Linked DNA regions of Mus musculus: regions 1, 2, 3, 5 and 6 are each linked to region 4. The links are chromatin contacts, called in public HiChIP or PLAC-seq and promoter capture Hi-C maps. All regions are on one chromosome and are shown on one strand. The core of a region is the stretch at or near the end of the contact, and the rest is flanking DNA. Distances in the headings are between cores, read along the strand shown. Region 1 holds the start of Med27 (mediator complex subunit 27). Region 2 overlaps Col5a1 (collagen, type V, alpha 1). Region 3 holds the start of Rxra (retinoid X receptor alpha). Region 4 holds the start of Mrps2 (mitochondrial ribosomal protein S2). Region 5 overlaps Rxra (retinoid X receptor alpha). Region 6 overlaps Rxra (retinoid X receptor alpha).

What was found. Promoter capture Hi-C pulls out the DNA fragments that hold promoters and counts their contacts. HiChIP or PLAC-seq counts read pairs in DNA pulled down with a chosen protein or histone mark.
Region 1: a promoter capture Hi-C map of liver shows a contact between it and region 4. The contact joins the promoter of Med27 here to the promoter of Mrps2 in region 4. A contact is called at or near these places in 5 of 39 promoter capture datasets (the HPC-7 cell line, hematopoietic stem and progenitor cells, liver and 1 more).
Region 2: a contact with region 4 is called in a promoter capture Hi-C map of hematopoietic stem and progenitor cells, with 4 times the contacts expected there. The contact joins the enhancer-like site here to the promoter of Mrps2 in region 4. A contact is called at or near these places in 15 of 39 promoter capture datasets (3T3-L1-derived adipocytes, the C10 cell line, the HPC-7 cell line and 11 more), 1 of 15 datasets of contacts at CTCF or cohesin (stem cell-derived epiblast-like cells), 11 of 115 datasets of contacts at active chromatin or transcription factors (astrocytes, bone marrow-derived macrophages, embryonic forebrain and 7 more) and 1 of 9 other capture datasets (embryonic stem cells).
Region 3: a promoter capture Hi-C map of hippocampal neurons shows a contact between it and region 4, with 4 times the contacts expected there. The contact joins the promoter of Rxra here to the promoter of Mrps2 in region 4. A contact is called at or near these places in 11 of 39 promoter capture datasets (the C10 cell line, the HPC-7 cell line, cranial neural crest and 7 more), 1 of 484 Hi-C or Micro-C datasets (cortical neurons) and 4 of 115 datasets of contacts at active chromatin or transcription factors (bone marrow-derived macrophages, embryonic stem cells, epiblast stem cells and 1 more).
Region 5: a contact with region 4 is called in an H3K27ac HiChIP or PLAC-seq map of epiblast stem cells, with 4 times the contacts expected there. The contact joins the enhancer-like site here to the promoter of Mrps2 in region 4. A contact is called at or near these places in 5 of 39 promoter capture datasets (the C10 cell line, the HPC-7 cell line, HPC-7-derived erythroid cells and 2 more) and 13 of 115 datasets of contacts at active chromatin or transcription factors (the 230-238 cell line, T-cell acute lymphoblastic leukemia, astrocytes and 7 more).
Region 6: a promoter capture Hi-C map of trophoblast stem cells shows a contact between it and region 4, with 5 times the contacts expected there. The contact joins the enhancer-like site here to the promoter of Mrps2 in region 4. A contact is called at or near these places in 4 of 39 promoter capture datasets (the 3T3-L1 cell line, embryonic stem cells, hippocampal neurons and 1 more) and 1 of 115 datasets of contacts at active chromatin or transcription factors (bone marrow-derived macrophages).

Annotation. Positions count from the first base shown.
Region 1 is chr2:29,345,281-29,348,531 of GRCm38.p6, reverse strand. It overlaps Med27 (mediator complex subunit 27), which reads right to left and starts at 1,722. Exons shown (of 8, transcript NM_026896.5): 1 at 1,485-1,722. The coding sequence starts at 1,687.
Region 2 is chr2:27,920,456-27,923,665 of GRCm38.p6, reverse strand. It overlaps Col5a1 (collagen, type V, alpha 1), which reads right to left. Exons shown (of 66, transcript NM_015734.2): 2 at 1,482-1,649. Among named protein-coding and RNA genes, the nearest start is that of Col5a1, 36 kb to the right of the region's middle. Within about 2 kb of position 1,420, at least 12 of the 459 cell types and tissues checked have an H3K27ac peak or open chromatin away from gene starts, as enhancers often do. A contact at or near this core is called in hematopoietic stem and progenitor cells, where this site is marked.
Region 3 is chr2:27,675,769-27,678,653 of GRCm38.p6, reverse strand. Rxra (retinoid X receptor alpha) reads right to left here and starts at 1,453. Exons shown (of 10, transcript NM_011305.3): 1 at 1,194-1,453. The coding sequence starts at 1,221.
Region 4 is chr2:28,466,572-28,469,597 of GRCm38.p6, reverse strand. Mrps2 (mitochondrial ribosomal protein S2) reads right to left here and starts at 1,532. Exons shown (of 4, transcript NM_080452.3): 1 at 1,456-1,532; 2 at 1,239-1,355; 3 at 648-777; 4 at 1-175. The coding sequence starts at 1,498.
Region 5 is chr2:27,738,755-27,741,838 of GRCm38.p6, reverse strand. It overlaps Rxra (retinoid X receptor alpha), which reads right to left. Exons shown (of 10, transcript NM_011305.3): 3 at 636-786; 4 at 1-75. Among named protein-coding and RNA genes, the nearest start is that of Rxra, 63 kb to the right of the region's middle. Within about 2 kb of position 1,413, at least 214 of the 459 cell types and tissues checked have an H3K27ac peak or open chromatin away from gene starts, as enhancers often do. A contact at or near this core is called in the HPC-7 cell line, astrocytes, bone marrow-derived macrophages and 5 more, where this site is marked.
Region 6 is chr2:27,719,316-27,722,216 of GRCm38.p6, reverse strand. All of the region lies in intron 1 of Rxra (retinoid X receptor alpha), which reads right to left. Among named protein-coding and RNA genes, the nearest start is that of Rxra, 44 kb to the right of the region's middle. Within about 2 kb of position 1,591, at least 28 of the 459 cell types and tissues checked have an H3K27ac peak or open chromatin away from gene starts, as enhancers often do. A contact at or near this core is called in trophoblast stem cells, where this site is marked.

The sequences.
Region 1 (3,251 bases), core at 473-2,972, 880 kb before region 4:
AAAGAAACTCTGTCTTAGGGGGGGAAAAAAGCCTCCCTCGGGGGAGTCAATGGAGTGGGGGTAGGGCATGCCATTGTCAAGCTGACAGAACAGGTATGTGTGTAGTTTAAGGAGGGAGTGGAATACGGGGAGGAAAGGCACACAACACTTCACTACTTCCTCCTCCATCCTACTTGACTAGTTGATGGGTGGAGGGAGTCCTGGGGGTTTGCCTGCCTGACACACAGAAGGCACGGAGCTGGAACCAGGCACTATAGAGGAACATGAGGTGGAAGAGAGGAAACCCAACCTGACCAGATCACCAAATGCTCAATTTCAGAAGTAAAAAGCTCAAATCCAAGCCGGGCGTGGTGGTGCACGCCTTTAATCCCAGCACTCCGGAGGCAGAGGCAGGCAGATTTCTGAGTTTGAGGCCAGCCTGGTCTACAGAGTGAGTTCCAGGACAGCCAGGGCTATACAGAGAAACCCTGTCTGGGGGGGGGGGGGAGACCTCAAGTCCTTCCATTCTAATTTCTAAGACAGGAAGAAAACACAAGTTCAGGCACAGAAGACATGCCTACTAAACTGTGTGTGGTGGCACACACCTTTAATCCCAGCAGATTAATCCAGAGAGGCAGAGGCAGGAGGATCTCTTGTGAGTTTGAGGCCATCCTGGTCTACAAATTGAATTCCAGGACAACCAAGACTGTTACCCTGAGAATCCCTGTCTCAAAATCCAAAGTGCCTTCTATGCATGGCATCTGAGTAATGTCTTCTCAGCAAACTCTTAATACACTAATGATGTAAAAGGAGTCCCGTGAGGGAAATATGTAATCCCCAATTATTAGGGGTTAACCTGCTCAAACATTCCTTTCCCGTTGTAGTGAACTGAGTCCTCTGAAACTGAACCTAAATAAATTCTTCCTCTTAAACATCCTAATAGATGTAAGACTGTATCTCTCGAGAAAAGAGCTAAACAAAAGGAATGATGGTGACTGGCAGTGAGGAGCAGGTGGCTTCGGAGGGGAAATGGAAAGAGGCAAAGGTAACGGAGGTAGTCTGAGAATGAGGTGAGGTGGAACTGATGAATTCTAGGCTCTGAGGATGGGAACTGGAGCTCATCGGATCGAGAGGTACGTAATTGGGCCTGGGACAGTGTTGATGGGGAGACTGGCCCGATGTGATGGAGCCCAAGGAAAAGGTCTGATAAGATCGACGAGGTGGAAGTTCCTGAGAAGAGGTTTCCTCATCAGATAGGACCACTACAGCGGGAACCGAGGACCACAGATGACAACCAGGACGAAATGGCCAACAGAATGAATACTAGGTAACGGGACGGGAGACAAGGAGTCCCTGAGAGGCTGACTAGGACCGGGAGATGAGCGAAAGTGACAGCGGACTGTGAATAAAGGAGAGAGGCCCGTGACTGGGCAGACTGGCGCGGGATCCGGGCGGGACAGGTGCCAGAAGGGTCCTCAACCCCGATCCTTTCAGCCAGTACCTACTTGAGGTCCCGGTTGACGGAATGCAAGTTGTCCTGGAAGTTCGCGATGAAGGCCTTCTCGCGGCCCTCCAGCGTCTCTTTGTTGCGCATGCCATCCTTAAGGCAGTCGAAGACCCTACTCACGCTAGAGCGTAGCGCCTGGATGGCGCTAATAGCCTGCGAAAAGGCCTCCAGGTTCACACCAACGCTCAGCACGTCCGCCATGTTGCAGCTGTCACAGCCGGCTTTCCAGAGTCCACAGCCTGAGCGGCGCGCGGCGCTTCGTGATGACGTTGTCCTAGGAGGGTATTGGGATGTGTAGTTTGCGACGTGGCTCCCATCCAGGAAGCTCTAGCGAACTTGGAAAAACAGCGCCAGTCTGACTGAATGAGAGAGTTGACCACAAGTTATGATCTCCATCTAGGGAAGTCATTTTGTCCTCTCCTTTTGCTTAATAGTGAATGACAAAGAAATGCAGAAGCCCACTGTGTATCTCCAAAATTTGAACAGTCACATAGGAATTTCTCAAAACAATAAAATGTCCCCAGAGTACATGAATGAGTCCATATTCATAAATAAAGGGGAAGAACTCTCTTACCTGTAGTAAAATGCCAACACATAAATGAAGGCAGAGTGATACAAGAAAACTGCCACTTGGCAGCCTAAATAATTGGTTAAGGTATGAATCAATTGATGTTTTTTCGAAACAGCAAGGTATTCTATATAGTTTCAAAACGTTTTTCTTTATGAAACTTAAAAGGAAATAGAAAACATTTGGGCTACATGAGGACCTGTGTCCAAAAAGTAAATTAACAATAATAATAATAATAGAAATTATGGTATGTGTCCAAAAGAATTGAAAGCAGTGTCTAAATGAGATGTTTGTACTTCCATATCCACCGCAACCTCATTCACTATAGTCAAGTGTGAAAGGAGCCAGATATCTACCAACGTATAAGCAAATAAGCAAAATGTGATTATATATGATACAAATTGATATATACTGTGACATCAAAATGGACAATATACCTTTCAAGTTAATGGAAGATCAAAACAGGGAAAATAGACCTTGCAGCTTAGGGGATCTGTTTGCAGTTAAGACAGTTAAGAATAAGTTCCTCTGTCCTGTGCAGGCTAAAGTTTCTGTTTGTAATTAAAGAATAAGTTCTATTTGCCTCATGTTAAGTCCTTGCAAGTTAGGGTTTTTATTTGTAATTAAGAATAAGTTCCTGGGACTAGAGAGATGGCTCAACGATTAAGAGCACTGACTGCTCTTTCAGAGGTCCTAAGTTCAATTCCCAGCAACCACATGGTGGCTCACAACCATCTGCAGTGGGATCAGATGCCCTCTTCTGGTGCATCTGAAGTCAGCTACAGTGTACTCACATACATAAAATAAAAATAAATCTTAAAAGAAAAAAAAAAGAATAAGTTCTTGTTCTTTTTGTTTGGTTTGTTTTTGTTTGGTTTTTCGAGACAGGGTTCCTCTGTGTAGCCCTGACTGCCCTGGAACTCACTCTGTAGACCAGGCTGGCCTTGAACTCAGAAATCCACCTGCCTCTGCCTCCCAAGTGCTGGGATTAAAGGCGTGTGCCACCACTGCCCTGCCAAGTTCTTGTTCTTTAGGTAAGCTGCAAAACACGTTTTCAACCTCTACACTAAACTCGTGACCACATTCACTAGATGAGCATCCCTCCCCTTGTTCCTCCCTTTCATTGCATCTTTCTAACAGTCGTCTGTGTGAGCACTCTCCTATAAAAAGGACCTCAAGGGGCTGTGTATTAGTCAG
Region 2 (3,210 bases), core at 171-2,670, 550 kb after region 4:
AGAGTGACAGATGGGGATTCTAGCTACCTGCTCGGCTAGCCCCCTTGTCTTGGGTGACAATGGTAAGAATACAAGCATCAGTGAGCTCTGTATAGCTCCTTGGGCTGGGAGCCTTTCTTTTCTGCAGCCATCCCCATTTCAGCTTCATCATCATCACCTCCAGCCCTCTGTTCCTGACTAGCAGACCCTTCCAGCCTGGGCCCAGGTCTCCATGGCTCCAATTTGGGAATTCTAACTCTTGGGCCACAAGACAGAAAAATTACAACTCTCTGAAAACAGATGAGACTGAGTGTTCTCAAGATGACCTCCCCCCCCCCTCTGCAAAAATGTTTTCTCCAAAAATAAGGCATAGAATCCATCCCTGCAGCCCCTCACAAGGAAGGGTGAGGTTCCCGTTTAGAAAGGGTCGTGGTGGGACATTTATCTTTACAGAAGAATTAGAGGGGCATCTGTGAGCCAGGGTGATTCTGCACTAAAGGTGTGCTCCTTGGAGACCCCAGGCTGCTTCCCCTGTGGCTGCAAGGAAGGTGCATTGCGCACGAGATCCATCCATCCAAAATGATACCTTGGACCAAAGCACCCAGCTTCTTCCTCAGCTGTAAAGTCACAATGACTCCAGAGCAATGCTGAGTGGAGGACAAACCCTGACAGAAGACCAGAAGTGCCAACACCGGGGGGGGGGGGGGGAGGCAAAAGCATCATCCAGGGACACAGTGGGGACATGAGGGACAGCACAGGTTGCTAAAACTGCCCAATTCTGGTTCAATGCTGCGGTCATATCCAGACCATAAAAGATTGAATGCAGACTTCTAATCGCAAAAGAGGAGTGTCTGGCTGACCTACCTCTTACTCAGGTCAACAGAGTCAGGGCACCTCAGGCTAAGCTGGCAGGCCCTCCTGAGGCAGGGGAAGAAGAATCTATCACCTGCCCACACTGAATAAACCCAGGGCACTTAGTACCAGTAGATGTGGTAGAGAGGAGCTAACTCCCCTTGTGGGTGAATCACTTAGATGCACGCCTCTGTCCAACATGGTGGCTCCCTCTGGATACATAATTAAAAGTAGATGTCTGGCACCTGGCAGCAGACGCTCATTAAGAATCTCTCAAGCTCGCTGCCAGCCAGGGTTCTGGACTTGTGTCTCTTAATGTCACTGGCCCCAGTTAGGATTATGTTCCCCAGTATAAGCCTTTCTTCTCCATGACCTAAGATCTCACTTCATCTCACCTCCTTTCTGTCCTTTCTCATGGTGGTCTGTCATTAATGTAAACATGCCTACTTGTATCCCATTTAGCACAGACAAGGCCTTGCGCACACACAAGTGGTGAGTGGGTGTTGGTTTCACTATAATGAGGAAGACTCACACAAAGCACACCCACGGCTCTGGCACAACCACCCACTCCGGCTTCCTCTTTGGCCCTGGCCAGAAGCCTGAAGTCCCCAGCACTCTGCCACCCAGAACAGGAATGAGGCACCTCTTACCAGGGTACAGCTGCTTGGTGGGCATGCTGAGCTGTGCATCTTTAGAGACTCGGTAGGCAACATCCGGCTCGCTGGAAGATCTTCGAGTAGCACAGAAACCTGTGGTTTTCGTTACCCCTGAGGGCAAATTGTGAAAATCTAGCATCTCCAGAAGATCTGCTGGCTGAGCTGCAAAGACAGAGAAGCTATGTCAGCCCCAAGATGGACACAACTGAGGGGCACCCCCAAAGAGAAGGTGAATCTTAGACAACTGAAACCAGCAAACATCTGGTGTTCAGAAGAGACTGAGGGCTTGCTCAGGAGGGACACGTCTTAGAAGTGGCTCTATCTCCAACTAGTTGCCCAGGTTAGAGCCTGGCCTCACCTACACCCTCTGAAAGCCCCCAAACTTCCTTGTTTTACAAACTGCAGGGACTTCTTACTCCACATCCTCACTTGCCTGAGTCACACAATCTCCACTTCTTCTCAGCAACACTGGAGATAGGTCTGTCACCTAGACGCAGCCAGGAAGCCTCAATAGCTCCAGCAATCTCTACGGGGCTGTTTCCAACATTGGAGTGATTGACAGCTTAAGAAACTGCCAAGCAACCTCTAGTCTCTGCACTGTCTTTGATGTCATTTCGTCCCCCATGTTCCCACAACAGCTTAGAGCAAATATCCGATTTCTGTCTGGTATCAAAAGATTTAGGCCTGAATACCCAGGTCAGGAGAATGCTTGCAGGACGTCCCTTTAGGAAAGCTTCTGACACCCCATCCTCTGGGAGCCACTCAGAGGACAGCAGAAGCTTGACCCTCTGACCCCTGAAGTGCAGGCGCTTCCTCAAGAGCTCAACAGTTGCCCCTGCATTGGTTAGCTGTGCCAACTTGACCTTGTAAGAGCGATTCAGTGAGGAACTGTTTATACTGAGTTGGCCCGTGGGCATGTCTATGAGGGGTAGGTCTTTAACTAGCTAATATGGGAAGACACAGCCCACTACAGGTGGCACCATTCCCTAGGCATGGGGTTGTGAAGAATAACAGTGAGGCGATCAAGCTGAACACAAGCAAGCAGGTGAGTGTGTGTTCCATTCATTTCCCTCTGCTCTTGACTCTGGATGTGATGTAACCAGATGTTTGAAGTCCCTGCCTTGACTTCCCCACAACAATGAGCTGTAACCTGGAATTCTAAGCTGAAACAAACTGCTTTCGTCTCTAAGTTTCTTTTCGTTGGGGTATTTTTGTCCAGAGACAGAAATGAAGCTAGAACATCCCCAAACACAAAACATGCCCCCCTGACAAAGCCCCCTTTCCTTACATCTAGAGGCCTTTGAGTCCACACATGCCCGCCCCAGACTGCTTGTTTTCCTGTTTATGTATGTTCAGTTTGAGTTACATCAAATAGGAGGCTCTTGGATGTCCAGCAGAGAATAAATTTCAAAGTGCTACCCACAGGATGTGAAGCCCCTGACACATGGCCAAGCTGGACCAGTGTCGCACCATCCTGTGGCTTCGTCTAGGAAAAAGCTGTTCTGTGGGCTACATACACAGAAGATGAAGTCAGAGGGCAACTATCTCAAGGGAATCTAGTGCATGCATAGGCCAACTCTCGCAGTGCTAAATGGGCACCTGGATCCAGCTACGCCTGAAGCTATCATATACATGCCCATATGTTCATTCTCAGGCTTGTCCATATCAGAATACAACATATCCTGCTAAACACTCAGCACCCACATCTGACGACCACAGGAGG
Region 3 (2,885 bases), core at 204-2,703, 790 kb after region 4:
AGCTCAGGTGTGCTCCCACTGTCTCTATCACTACTCATAAGGATGGAGAGTCTGAAGCTGTGACACACTTGTAACACAACCCCAGTCACTTTGCAGCAGACCTGTTTGTGAGAAGGCTGGAGGTTAAGGAGGTACCACCTCCCCAAATCACCAAAAGTCCTGGCAACCATGCTGGGTTCTGATCACCCCTCAGGGTAGCCAAAATGCATCCCAAACCTCATAGGGGGTGGGAGGCAAAGAGGCAATGATCATCGTGGAGCTTCGTCCATAATCTGCTGTCCTGATTTCCAATCAGCACAAATTCTTCACCAGCCTGACAGCCTGGCTGCTGTCCTCACCACCAAATTAATATCTTTCCCGGAGCTCATTTATAAGTCTCCCTACCCTGCTTCCCTCTGGCTCCCAAACCCCAGGGAGAGTAATGAGTGGGGGGCTCTGACCCTGCTTGGTTCTACTCCGGGAGTTGGCAGGCTGTTTGGGGCTGGGTGCTGCTGGCGGGAGGGTTGCAGGACAAGAAAATGATCCTTCTGCCGATGGGTTGTCTCCCCTAAATACTGAAAACTAGGGGTGCCAGAGTGTGGGGCCCCAGTCCTGGGTTTAATCAGAGACCCAGAGTGACCGTGCCCACCTAGGTTTGGTCTGCTGTCGGGGAACGGCAAGATCGCAGACTCTATCCTGGGCAAAGAGACAGCCAGGGGCCAGCGGCCTTCTCCAAGCCACAGCCCGACGAGCCGGGAAGAGCAGTGGCCTCCCGGAGCCCAGCGCGTCGTCCCCATCCCAATGCCAGGGAGGCCCGGAGCCCTCCAGCGAGCTCAGAAGTTGCTCCTCCGGCGTGGCTCGGTTCCCGGATAGCTAGAGCTGGGCGCCCCGGGGGTCCGCGGAAGCGCGAGGCGCAGCGTGAGGGTCCCTCTCCACGTCCCGAGCGAACCTGCGCTCGCGCCAGCCCGCCGCCCACTCCCGCTCCTCGGCAAGTCAGAGGCCCGGCGTCCTCGCCCTCTCCCGCCGCGCGCCTGGGCCCGGGAAAAGTTGCCCTGTGCCCACTCGCCTCCCCGGGCCCGGCGCGCTAACTCTCGGTACCGCCACGGCTCGGGGCCAATGGGCCCGGCCGGACCCCCAGCGCGCGCTGCGCACGCGCCCCCGCCCCGCCAGCCCCGGCCCCCTCCCTCGCCCGCGCCGCCGCGGCCAGCACTCACCGAGCGGCAGGAAATGTTTGGTGTCCATGTCTGCGACTAACTCATGCCCAGCCGGCGGCGGAGCAGCAGGGCGGCAGCGCGGCGGCCCCCGGCGCGGCCCGCCCGGGGCCCGGGCGGCGGGGAGCCGGCGGCGGCAGCGGCGGCGGCGGCGCGCGGAGGCCGCGGCGCGGCGAGTTGTTGCAAAAGTCGCCCAACAATGTAAACTACTTGTGCCTGCGCGCGCCCCGCGCGCGCACCCGCCGCCCGCGCCTCCGCCGCGCGCCCGCGACCCGCTCCGGCCCGGCCTGCAGCGGGGCGGGGGGGTGGGGGGGGAGCGGCGGGGGGCCCGCGACGGGCGCGGACTCGGCGCAGCGCCGTCGCCGCCACTCGCCCCGCCCGCAACCGGTGCGCGCCCCGCCCGCCGCTGCCGCCGCCGCCGCCACCACCACGGCCACCCCGCGCTCGCAGCCCGGCCCCGAGTTGTGAGCGCCCTGCAAACTTGCAAGTTTGCATCTGCCAAGGGTTCCCAGGAGCCGTGGGGCGGCGGCGTGGGAGGAGGGCGGGGCGGTGGGGTAAAGCAGCCTTCCCTTCCCGGCTGCCCAAAAACCCGGCGGCCCGCGGTGGTGGTGGAGGAGGAGGAGGAGAGCCGGGCCGGGAGGAGAGCCCCGCGGCCGGGCCATTGTCTGCGCGGACACACAAAGAGGCCGGCCGTGGCCGCGCGAGGACCCTGGTCCTGCAAGGCTCCCTGCAGAAGAGCCGAGGCCCTGCGCATCCCGGTGGACACATGGGGAAACTGAGGCCGGTGAAGGGCCGTGAGCCAGAGGCAAGCAGCTGGGCAGGGAGATGCTGCCCTTTGGACGTCCCAGTCCCCTTCACCTAACACGCGAGAGGCCCAAAAAGGACCCTGGTGTCTGACCGCAGGCCAGACAGGCAGAGGGGGGCTGGGGTGCTGCTCGGGGTACCCACGTTAACACGACGGCTCTCACCCTCCTCAGAGGCGCGGGGCTTGAAGGGCGCTACTGCCGGCTTCGGACATCACCCGTGGCCCCAGGCTATTTTTATACCTTGGTTAGCTCTCTGCCCTGACTTAAATTCATGATTTGTTTGTTTAAAAACGAAAGGAAGCACTCCTACCCAGGGAGAGCCTGGGCCTCCTCCGCAACCCGCCCGCCGACTTGGGCAGCTGGAATTCGGATTTGGGTGTGAGCTACCTGAGCGGAGCCAAGCCAGCCTCCCTAAGCGCAGAGTTCCCCCTGCGCCAAGCCAGGCAACCGGCAGTCCCGCCTCCCTCCACTCCCAGCTGGTGCCTGCCAGACCAAAATCCAGCGTGGAGGCCCTGGCAGAGGGGTTTACCAAAGTCCACAGGCTGCACAGAGTAGGTGCTGCCCAAAGAGAACACCTCCCCTCAAGACAAAAAAGAAAGCTCTGCGTGGGCCCACTACCACCGTCCTCCAGGACTGCACTTTTTCTCTGTAAAAAGCAATAGTTGGCCGAACTTGGTGGCACACGCCTTTAATATCAGCACTCGGGAGGCAGAGGCAGGCGGATTTCTGAGTTTGAGGTCAGCTGGTCTACAAAGTGAGTTCCAGGACAGCCAGGGCTATACAGAGAAACCCTGTCTCAGAAAAAAAACAAAAAACAAAAACAACAAAAAAAGCAATAGTTGTGGGACTCTATCTTAAAGATGTCTTTTAGCAGCCTACCAGAAAAGCT
Region 4 (3,026 bases), core at 283-2,782:
TGTAGTCTCAATTAAGTGAGAGAACTGACGATTCCGGCTCACAAACAGAATGATGCCCTTGCGGTAGGCCACGTGCGCGGTGAAGTTCAAAGCCAGTTGGAGATTCAAGGCTGTCTGATCCAGATCGATGATATCTTGGCCCAGGCGGTTCCCAAAGATGTACGGCTCCATAAACCTGCCAAAAAACCCCCAGGGTAAACGGACCCGTGTGCGTGGAGCTGCCCTGCCCCTTCCACAGCCACCTACCTACCAGCCACCCAGGCTCTTACATTTACCAACTCCCACTACTCCTGCCTAGGGAGTGATGGGCTGGGGACACAGGTGTGGACTTGCGCACAGACAATCAGGTTTGTGGCTCAACCTGTCCCACCTTCTCCCTGTGGAGATTTGAGAACCAACTGCAGATAAACATGAACCCAACCAAGGTGCTCTGCCCAGTTTAACTCTCTAGGGCCACTTCTGTTCTATACAGCAGGTCCTCTCCACCGGGCTCCCCCGCCTGCCATGACCCTCAGTTTTCACCCTGTCTGTGAACCAGCATCAATACTAGCACTGCACTTGGTGTTGCCGCAGACACCCCCACCCTGCCCCCACTTCCAACCCTGACCCAACTCCACCACTCTGCCCACACGGCCTGTGCCAACTACCTATGGCGGCAACCAGCTTTATGTCCCAGGTGTACTCGGGCCTCGAAGAGGCTCTTCACAGAAAACAGCTCCTTGACATTGAAGAAATCCGAATGCTGTAATGGCGTATCTAGGATCCTGCTCTGGAAATCTGAAAAAGAGAGTAAGGGCAGACACTGTGGCCCATCACCAACCAACCAAAGACTCACCAGTCTCCTGGGAGTGGGAAACTCAAAGCTGTGAGGAAACGCCAGGAAAGATCTGGAAGACACAGGGGCATTTTTGCAACACCGAGGGACTAGTGTCAAGGTCTAAAGTGACTGTGTGCGGGGAAAACCTGGCCAAGTCCTCTTCCCTTAATCTCCACAGATGTAAGAGGAAAACGAACCAGGGGCCTCGTTGACTTCGGGTGCCTTAAACGCCCCTCCAGAAGACCAGCAAGATGGACAGATACAAAAGTAAGTCTTCACGGGTTTCGAGAGCTACCAGGCCACAGGGGTTCTATCTCCCTCCCACCACACTTAGATTGGTACTGGGTTCCTTTGGGGACCCTGCAATGACAACCTCTCCACGATTCCGCGCCCCGGCCCAGCTCCACCCGCTGATCTTTACCGTCGCCATCCTGGGGCTCGCTGACTGCGGGGACCGGGGCTCCCGTGACCTTCCTACCATTCTGCTCCGCAGGGCCCGGGATCGCCTTCTGCAGGAAACCTGGCCAGCGCCGCACACCTGCGGGGAAAGAGCCGGTGGGGGCGCGTCCAACCCTCGTCCCTGTCCTCCCCTCTCGGATCCCCGGGTTCCCCCCATCTCCGAGATTCACCGCGCTCACCTGCACACAGCAGCCGGGTCAGCACGGCCGGAGCGGGCGCCATGGCGGGCGCGTGGACAGAGATCCTGCAGAGACTCTTCCTGCCCGGCAGAGCGCCTCCTCCTCTGAGCGCGCGGGGTCGCAGCGCCGCTTGCTGGCCCGGAGGACCCTCTCCGCTGTGCACCGCTCGCTGCGCCCGCATCCTTGTAAATGGGCGAGTTGGCACTGTGACCAGTGGTCTGCACTCAGCTGGGACGTGGGGCTGAGCTAGAATGAGCGACCTCTCACCCACAGCTCGTTCCTCTCGATAAAATTACAGCATCCTCTGGAGGAGGCGACCCTCTTGTTCAAATTGGTTTTTAGAGGTTGTTTTTAGGGTTGCTGTTTTTTTTTGTTGTTGTTTTTGTTTTTGTTTTTGTTTTGTTTTGTTTTGTTTTTCCTGAGACCCGGTTTCTCCGTAGCCTTGAGCCTTGACTGTCATGGTATTCGCTATGTAGACCAGGTTGGCTTGAACTCAGAGAGCAACCCGCCTCTGCCTCTGGAGAGCTGAGATTGAAGGCATGCCCTACCACCGCCCCGTTTATTGTTTGTTTTATAAGTGCATTAAAAAAAACTATTTATTTTATGTATATGAATACACTGTGACTATCTTCAGACACACCAGAAGAGGGCATCAGATCCCATTACAGATGGTCGTGAGCCACCATGTGGTTGCTGGAAATTGAACTCAGGACCTGTGGAAGAGCAGTCAGTGCTCTTAACTGCTGAGTCGTCGCTCCAGCATGCATTTTTTTTATTTTTTAACATTTGTTTTAGTTTTACTTATTTTTTGCCTACATGTATGTATGTGTACCTTGTGAGTGCCTTGTCCCTGTGGAGAGCAGGTGTCTGACCTCCAGGAACTAGAGTTAAAAGTGTTTATGAGTCACCTTGTAGGCTCTGGGAGTTGAATCCAGGTTCCCTACAAGAGCAATGAATGCCCTAAATTGCTGAGCCATCTCTCCATCCCCAAATTACATTAAACTATGACGACAACAACGATGACATTGACAATGATGACGACGACGATGACAGCAACAACAACAACAACAATCTCCCTGACTGGCCAGACATTCATAGAGATCTGACTGCCTCTGTCCCCTGGGTGTTGGAATTATTGGTGCACACCACCACACTGTGCCCTAAGTAATTTTTTATTGTTTGTTTTAAAATTACTATTTATTTTTATTATTGTTGTTAAGACAGGGTTTCACTATATACTCCTGACTGGTCTAGTACTCTCTTTTTAAATCAGGCTGGCCTCGAACTCAGAGATCTGCCTCCTGGCATTGCGCTAGCACGTCATTAATGCTGAACTATGTGCATGGTTCACAAGATCATTTTTTATATTTCACCAATATATGGCCTAGGATTCCCTAAATTTAGCAGCACCTCACATCTAGATTTAGGCTGAGTTGTGGGGGTATTGGGTGATAGAGGCCATGGCCAGGACAGTAAACGACAGACTTGTACTTGCTCAGGCAGAGATTGGAAGCACCTAATTCCTGCCTATTGGCTGGTGAAATCCCAGGTTCTAAGGTTTCATTCGTCCA
Region 5 (3,084 bases), core at 164-2,663, 730 kb after region 4:
AGGTCAGGTCTTTGCGTACTGTCCTCTTGAAGAAGCCCTTGCAGCCCTCACAACTGTATACCCCATAGTGTTTGCCTGCAGGGTGGGGGTAGAGGATGGGTGAACTTAATGACAAGGCCCTCTCTCACCCACGTGTCATGCTGCAGACCAGGGCTCTGTATCCAGGTTTTAGAGTCCTTGTCTGGGCTCAGGCTGGACTCTGATCCTCCCTGTTCATCAGAGAACAGGTCCACCGCTACTACAGATTGGCGCTATGGGTCAGCAGCCCTGAGCACAGCATCCCCAACAATGGTGGTCTTGTGCTCTCTGTGCCTGAGCTATTGTGCCCTGGAAGAGGATGGGCACTATTCTCGGCTCAGGCTTGGCCCAGAGTGGAGGCCAGCAGACACTGCACCTCAGCCATCCATGCCTACATCTTCTCTTGGCATACCTCTAGACCACCCTTCCCATCCTAATGTCCACCTCACTTGAGGACAAAATGAGACCCCTGGAGCTCCCAACCCACCCCTTATTCTATCAGGCACAAGGGGCTACCCTGGGCTCTTGCTTCTCTGTACCCAACCCAATGGAAAAAGCTAGGGAGACTCAGTGAGCTGTGCCCAGGTATTGTGCCCCTGCCCACCAGGCATTCCTACCTGAGGAGCGGTCCCCACAGATAGCACAGATGTGCTTGGTGAAGGAGGCCATATTTCCTGAGGGATGGGCAGGAACCTTGAGGACGCCATTGAGGCCTAGTGGCGGCTTGATATCCTCAGTGCTGCTCACAGGGTTCATGGGTGAATTGAGCTGCAAGAGGAGGAGTGGGGTAGGTTAGCCCTGGCAGGCTGGGGATGGGCACTAATGAGAGCGGGGTCTCCTACAAGGAAAAACTCCCCTCTACAGAGCCTCACTCAGGCCAGAACAGCTACAAGCTAACAGGACCATCCTCAGAGTACCCCCTCATGAGAGCCAGGCCACTGCAGGGTACCAAAGTCCTTACATCTCAGTGATCCCAGCACTCTCGGCACCATACAAGAGGCTCACTTACTCCCCACCACCCACCAAGGAGCTACAGCTGCCATTTAACAATGTGCCATGGGCCCTGGACACATGAGAGCCCGGGCACTCGGCACTCCCCCACCACCCGGGTGAGGACAAGAGGCCCAGGTTCAGGGCTGCAATCAGGCTGGACTCCTCCAGAGTCACACATATCCCCACCACCCTGCATGACAGTGGTATCTGGGGGCAGAACAGGAGAGGAAAGCAAGTGGACACCCCAGACATCAAGCCATAGGGCCCATGTGGCTATCTTGGCCTCAGCACACCCCTCGCCTCTCCCTGCCCGCTGGCCGCCAGGGGCAAGCGTGGGAAACTCACCCTGTCACCCAGGCAACAGCTGCAGCGTCGCAATGACACAGCAGTTTTGGTTCCGCAGCCTCCAGCCTAGCTCTGCAGTAAGCACAGGGCCCAGAGGCGCTTCCCTCAGCCTGCCTATCTGCCAGGGCGTCAGAGCCCGGCTGGGTAGTCCCCCCACTTCTGAAAACCCCTGACAACGGCAGAAAGCCAGCTGTACAGTCCGCACTGGCCTTGTATAGCCCCTGCTGCCCCCCTGCAAGGGGAACCTCCCCGCCTTCCTCAGGGCCTCCTGCCCCATCCCCCACCCCTTTCTCACGGGGCAGGAAAAGAGCAGATTCTGCAGCCCTAGCTGGCCGGCACTGTGACACAGACTGTGAGGTTCAGCAAGGATACCTCATCCCGGTTAGCTTTAGGGGGGCTGCTGGGGAGCCTGGAGATCCACACAGAGAACCAACTCTGAGTGTGTCAGAGGGGGTTGTCAGGACGTGGAAGGTCTTAGCGGCAGGCAGGCCATCTCACTGCAGAAGAGAGCAGCAGTCCCTGTGGTGTTCACTGGCTGAAGGCCCTATGTAGGAATCCTGGGGCGGCAGGGAGACGGGCGGCAGGGAGACAGCCGGCTTTTGCTGGCAAGACTGTACATCCCTCCACTCCACTCACTGTATGGGAAGCCTAACCCTGCAGGTTTCTGGAGGTCTTGGCTCTGGGCAGAATAAACAGCTTGGGGCCCGTGAAACCTGATGTCAGGGCAGAGCAGAGGTTGATCTGTAGCACCGAGCCGGCCCCCACCCCCACCCTGGCCCCGAGAGCTCCACAGTAGGCAACGTGGGAACCCGTGACTTGGAAGACGATTTCTTTGCCCTTCCCAGATTTGAGCTGACGGACCAGGACAGTTTCTATTCTTTCCTTCCTCAGCATCCCCCACGAACCACAGCCCCATCGTCCTGGGTACTTCTGACCCATCTTTCAGGAGACCCAGGACTGGGCAGCCCTCGCTGGAGCCCGAAGACTCCCTGGGTGGGGGCCATCCCATTTCCCCTTTCATATCCTTAGCATTTATTTCAGTTCCACCCCATCACTACTGCACCTGGGTCCCCACCTATCTCTCAGGCACCCTGTCTTCCACTCCTACCTCACCCTGTCCTCCCAAGCCCACTCAGATGAGCTATCCAGAGCAGACCTGCTCTCATGCACTGCACGCTCCCCACAGCCCCGTTCCCCATCTGCCTGGCTATAGCCATCATGAAACACACGCTTACAAAGTCACTGCAGTTCCCACAGTGCGAGATCCTCCCCGTAAATCAGGACAATCAGAGGCCTTGATGCCTTGCTCTCTACATCTGGGCAGTCAGAAATGCTTCCCAGTTGTAAATTACCCAGGGAAGCCAGCATGGACAGACAGACAGTGGGGTCTGGGAAGTAGTGGGGAGCATCCCACTGGGCCCTGTCTTAGTAGAGCCCCCAAAACACATGAGCCACATCAATGGCTTGGGCACCGGGTGGCTGTGGCCTGACATAGCAAGGAACCTCATGGAGCCGAGAGCCAAGAGGGGTCAACACTGAAGCCAGGGAACTATGGAGATCAGCTCTTCATTTACCCTCACTACTCATGGCTTCCAGAGCTAGCAAGGGTACAGAGAAGCTATGATAAAAAAGAGCATGGCCATGCCAGGGGAGGTGGCTGCATGATCAGGCCTGCTTCATGCCTGCACACAGGCAGTCATGCCAGCAGCACCTCAGGCCTTCTGTCTG
Region 6 (2,901 bases), core at 342-2,841, 750 kb after region 4:
GTGCCTACCTAAAGTCAATGTCCTTGTGGGCCCCACATACAGAAGGCCACATGACCATCAGCCATCAGGGCCCATCTGGTCCTGCCTGGTTGATCCCACATGGTCAATCTCTCTGGGTTTTCCCATCAAGGGTACCTTCTCCAAGAAGTCCTTCCTGATCCTCTTGGAAGACCCAGCTAGCCTCGAGATTGAAGACCATTTGGCAAACTGGGCCCATTTATCAGTAGCCACTAAGGTCTGGTCTCATGAACACTGCCCCAAAGGAGACTCCTTACTTCCTGTGACCACACAGCCCTGTCCAACCACATCTCAAGCAGGCTCCTACCTGGCTCCATCAAGTAGCTACAGGCAAGCCTTGGCCTGTCAGCCTGAGCCTCTCAGCTGCAGCCAACCCTGCCACCCCCACTTCAGGATCCAAGTGACTCACAGGGCCAGCACACCGCCTCTGGCCCACACCACAGGTATCCATGGAACACTCACCTGCCCGGGCTTGCTGCCGGTAGGCAGCAGCAGTGCCAAAGCCAAGCTTGGTCCACTGAGAGGCAAGACAGGAGATGGGAACCAGGATGCCCTGAACTCCACCCGGCCATCCAGTCACACAGACAGACAGAGGCTTCAGAAAAGGATTCCTGAAGGTCATTTTCAGGTAGGCTGGGGGCAAGGGGGAAAACACAACAGACAACTACGCACAGCACGACACTACATGCCCATGGACAGACCAAGAGAGCCGTAGTCCTGACTCTGAAGCTGAACAGCCTATGAGAACCACAGACCTTCCAGTGCCCAGAGGACATGGCCCTGAGGTGATGGAGTCTGCTCTGCATGCCTGTAGGCCTAGGGAACCTCCAACCTAGATCAAGGGAGATGCCGGCCCTCCCGCTGTGAGAGTCCAGCAAGTTTTGAGACTGAGGAAGCTCATATTGCTTCCCACAGTAGGGCAAGGCTGGCGTGCAGTCTAGCATAGGCCACAGGGAGGGAAGGCCCAGCAAGAGTTCCACTTTTGACCAGCCAGGGCCTGGTGTCCTTCCACTGAGACTGAGAAACCAAGATGTCCTGTATGTCTCCCAGGAATAAGGGAGGCTAGGGACACAGTGAACCCTAGCTGTACAAGTAGCATCTGTAACCCAGAACCAGACACTGGCTCAGACCGGTGGGGGCTGCTCCCATCCCAGGGCCCAGTCATAGACCCCACAGATGGCAGAGTGAAGCACACCCTCTCACAGTACCTCAAAGTACCTCAGCCCTGGCCTGAGAACCCACTGAGCAGCCTGCTTCCTCTCACACTGGTCACTGCTCACAGTCCCATTTATCTTCCAACATCATGCTAAGATGACTAGACTTTTGCCCAGAGTTATAGGTACAATTAAGGTGGGCTCAGGATTCTGCAACCCTGGGAATATCCAGGACATGGAACAGACTCCTGAGGTGTGGGGGCTACTCTCATCCAATCCTATGAAGGAGCATAGGGTGCAATCTGAAGGAGAAATCAAAGGGAAGAAGTGAGATGGGACACAACCAAGCAAAGACAAGCAGGCCCAACAGGGGACAACATGACATCAGTCCTGCTGTGCAGAGGTGTGGCCAAGGTGGAAGGGCCCTCAGGCTGGGCTGAGGGATCTGGATGGAAGTCACAGAACTAAGCCAGCAGGCAGGTGACCTGGCTGAGTTGCATCTGCTAGCCAGTGGACAGATGCAGAAAAGACACATGAGGACAAATGAGAGACTCTGTCCTCACCTGGACATAAAGCAGGGCCTCTCTCTGGCCAGGACGTGGGCAGAGAGCAGGATAATCTGACTTGAGGAAACAACAAAATCACAGCCAGGATCCCTCTAAGCAAAAGGCCACAGCCAGGCTGGGAGGACTCTGGAGGCAGGGTGTAAGATGGCATCTTGGAGCCTGTGGCTTGTGGACTCCTACTTATCAAATGTTGCATAGAGCCAACGCCCCCTCTCTGTGGCCAGGTCCACTGAGCTTGGTGACCTACCATCTGAAGACCAACTTAATGGTAAGGGCTATTGCCGTGGTTCTTGTGACCCACAGGAATTTGGAAATGGGGGCCAAGGCCTGTTTTCTGGGCACACTGGAGTTTAGCTCTTACTAAGGTGGCAAACATTCATGTCCCTAAAACCCACGGGGCCACAGGCCTAGGCCACTTCTCCCTGTTCCACTTCTGAACACAGGAAGTGTAAGTGGAGAATCCAGGAGTAGGGCCCTGCACATAACACACCACAGCTGTCTGGGCTTCCAGATGCTGGGTTCATTGGAAAGCATGCACCACTATCCCTGAGATGACAAGTCCTCAGTACTCCGTTGGATGGCCAGGCGCTCCTGAAAGGGCCTCACCAGCTCTCCTCCCCGGCCTGGCCCTGAACCAGGATTCCTGCTGGGTTTGCTTCTAATCCCATCAAAGTCATTGAAAGCCTGCTCCCCGCCCTCAGCCCCGCCCTGGCCCGTGCAGCCACCTCTCCCGAGGGTAGCAGCTTACATAGGCCTAGCCTGCACCAATGCCAAGCTGCACGCCAGGGCTTCCGCCAGCCTGGGTGGCCAGTGCCACCTCCAACTCAACTCAAATCAGCACCAGACCCTTCTCCCGTACAGGAAGGCTCTTCACTGGAGAATCTGACAAAGTTCAACACATCTGTGAAACACCCTGATACTTTACTGATAGCCTCTGCCTTGCTCCATCTGGGAGGGCAGGACAGTCCAACCAAGGGCAACATAGAGGGCAAAGGTGGAGAGTCAGACGTGGATGGAGTTCTGAAGTCCCCTCACTCTCTAAAATCCAACAGTGTGTTGCCCAGGTCACAAAGACTTGCTGTTCAGTTTCAGCAGCTGAGATCCTGATCCTAGTTCTAGATCTGGTGGCACCCACTGTAGAGGACTTCATCAGTGGACACAGG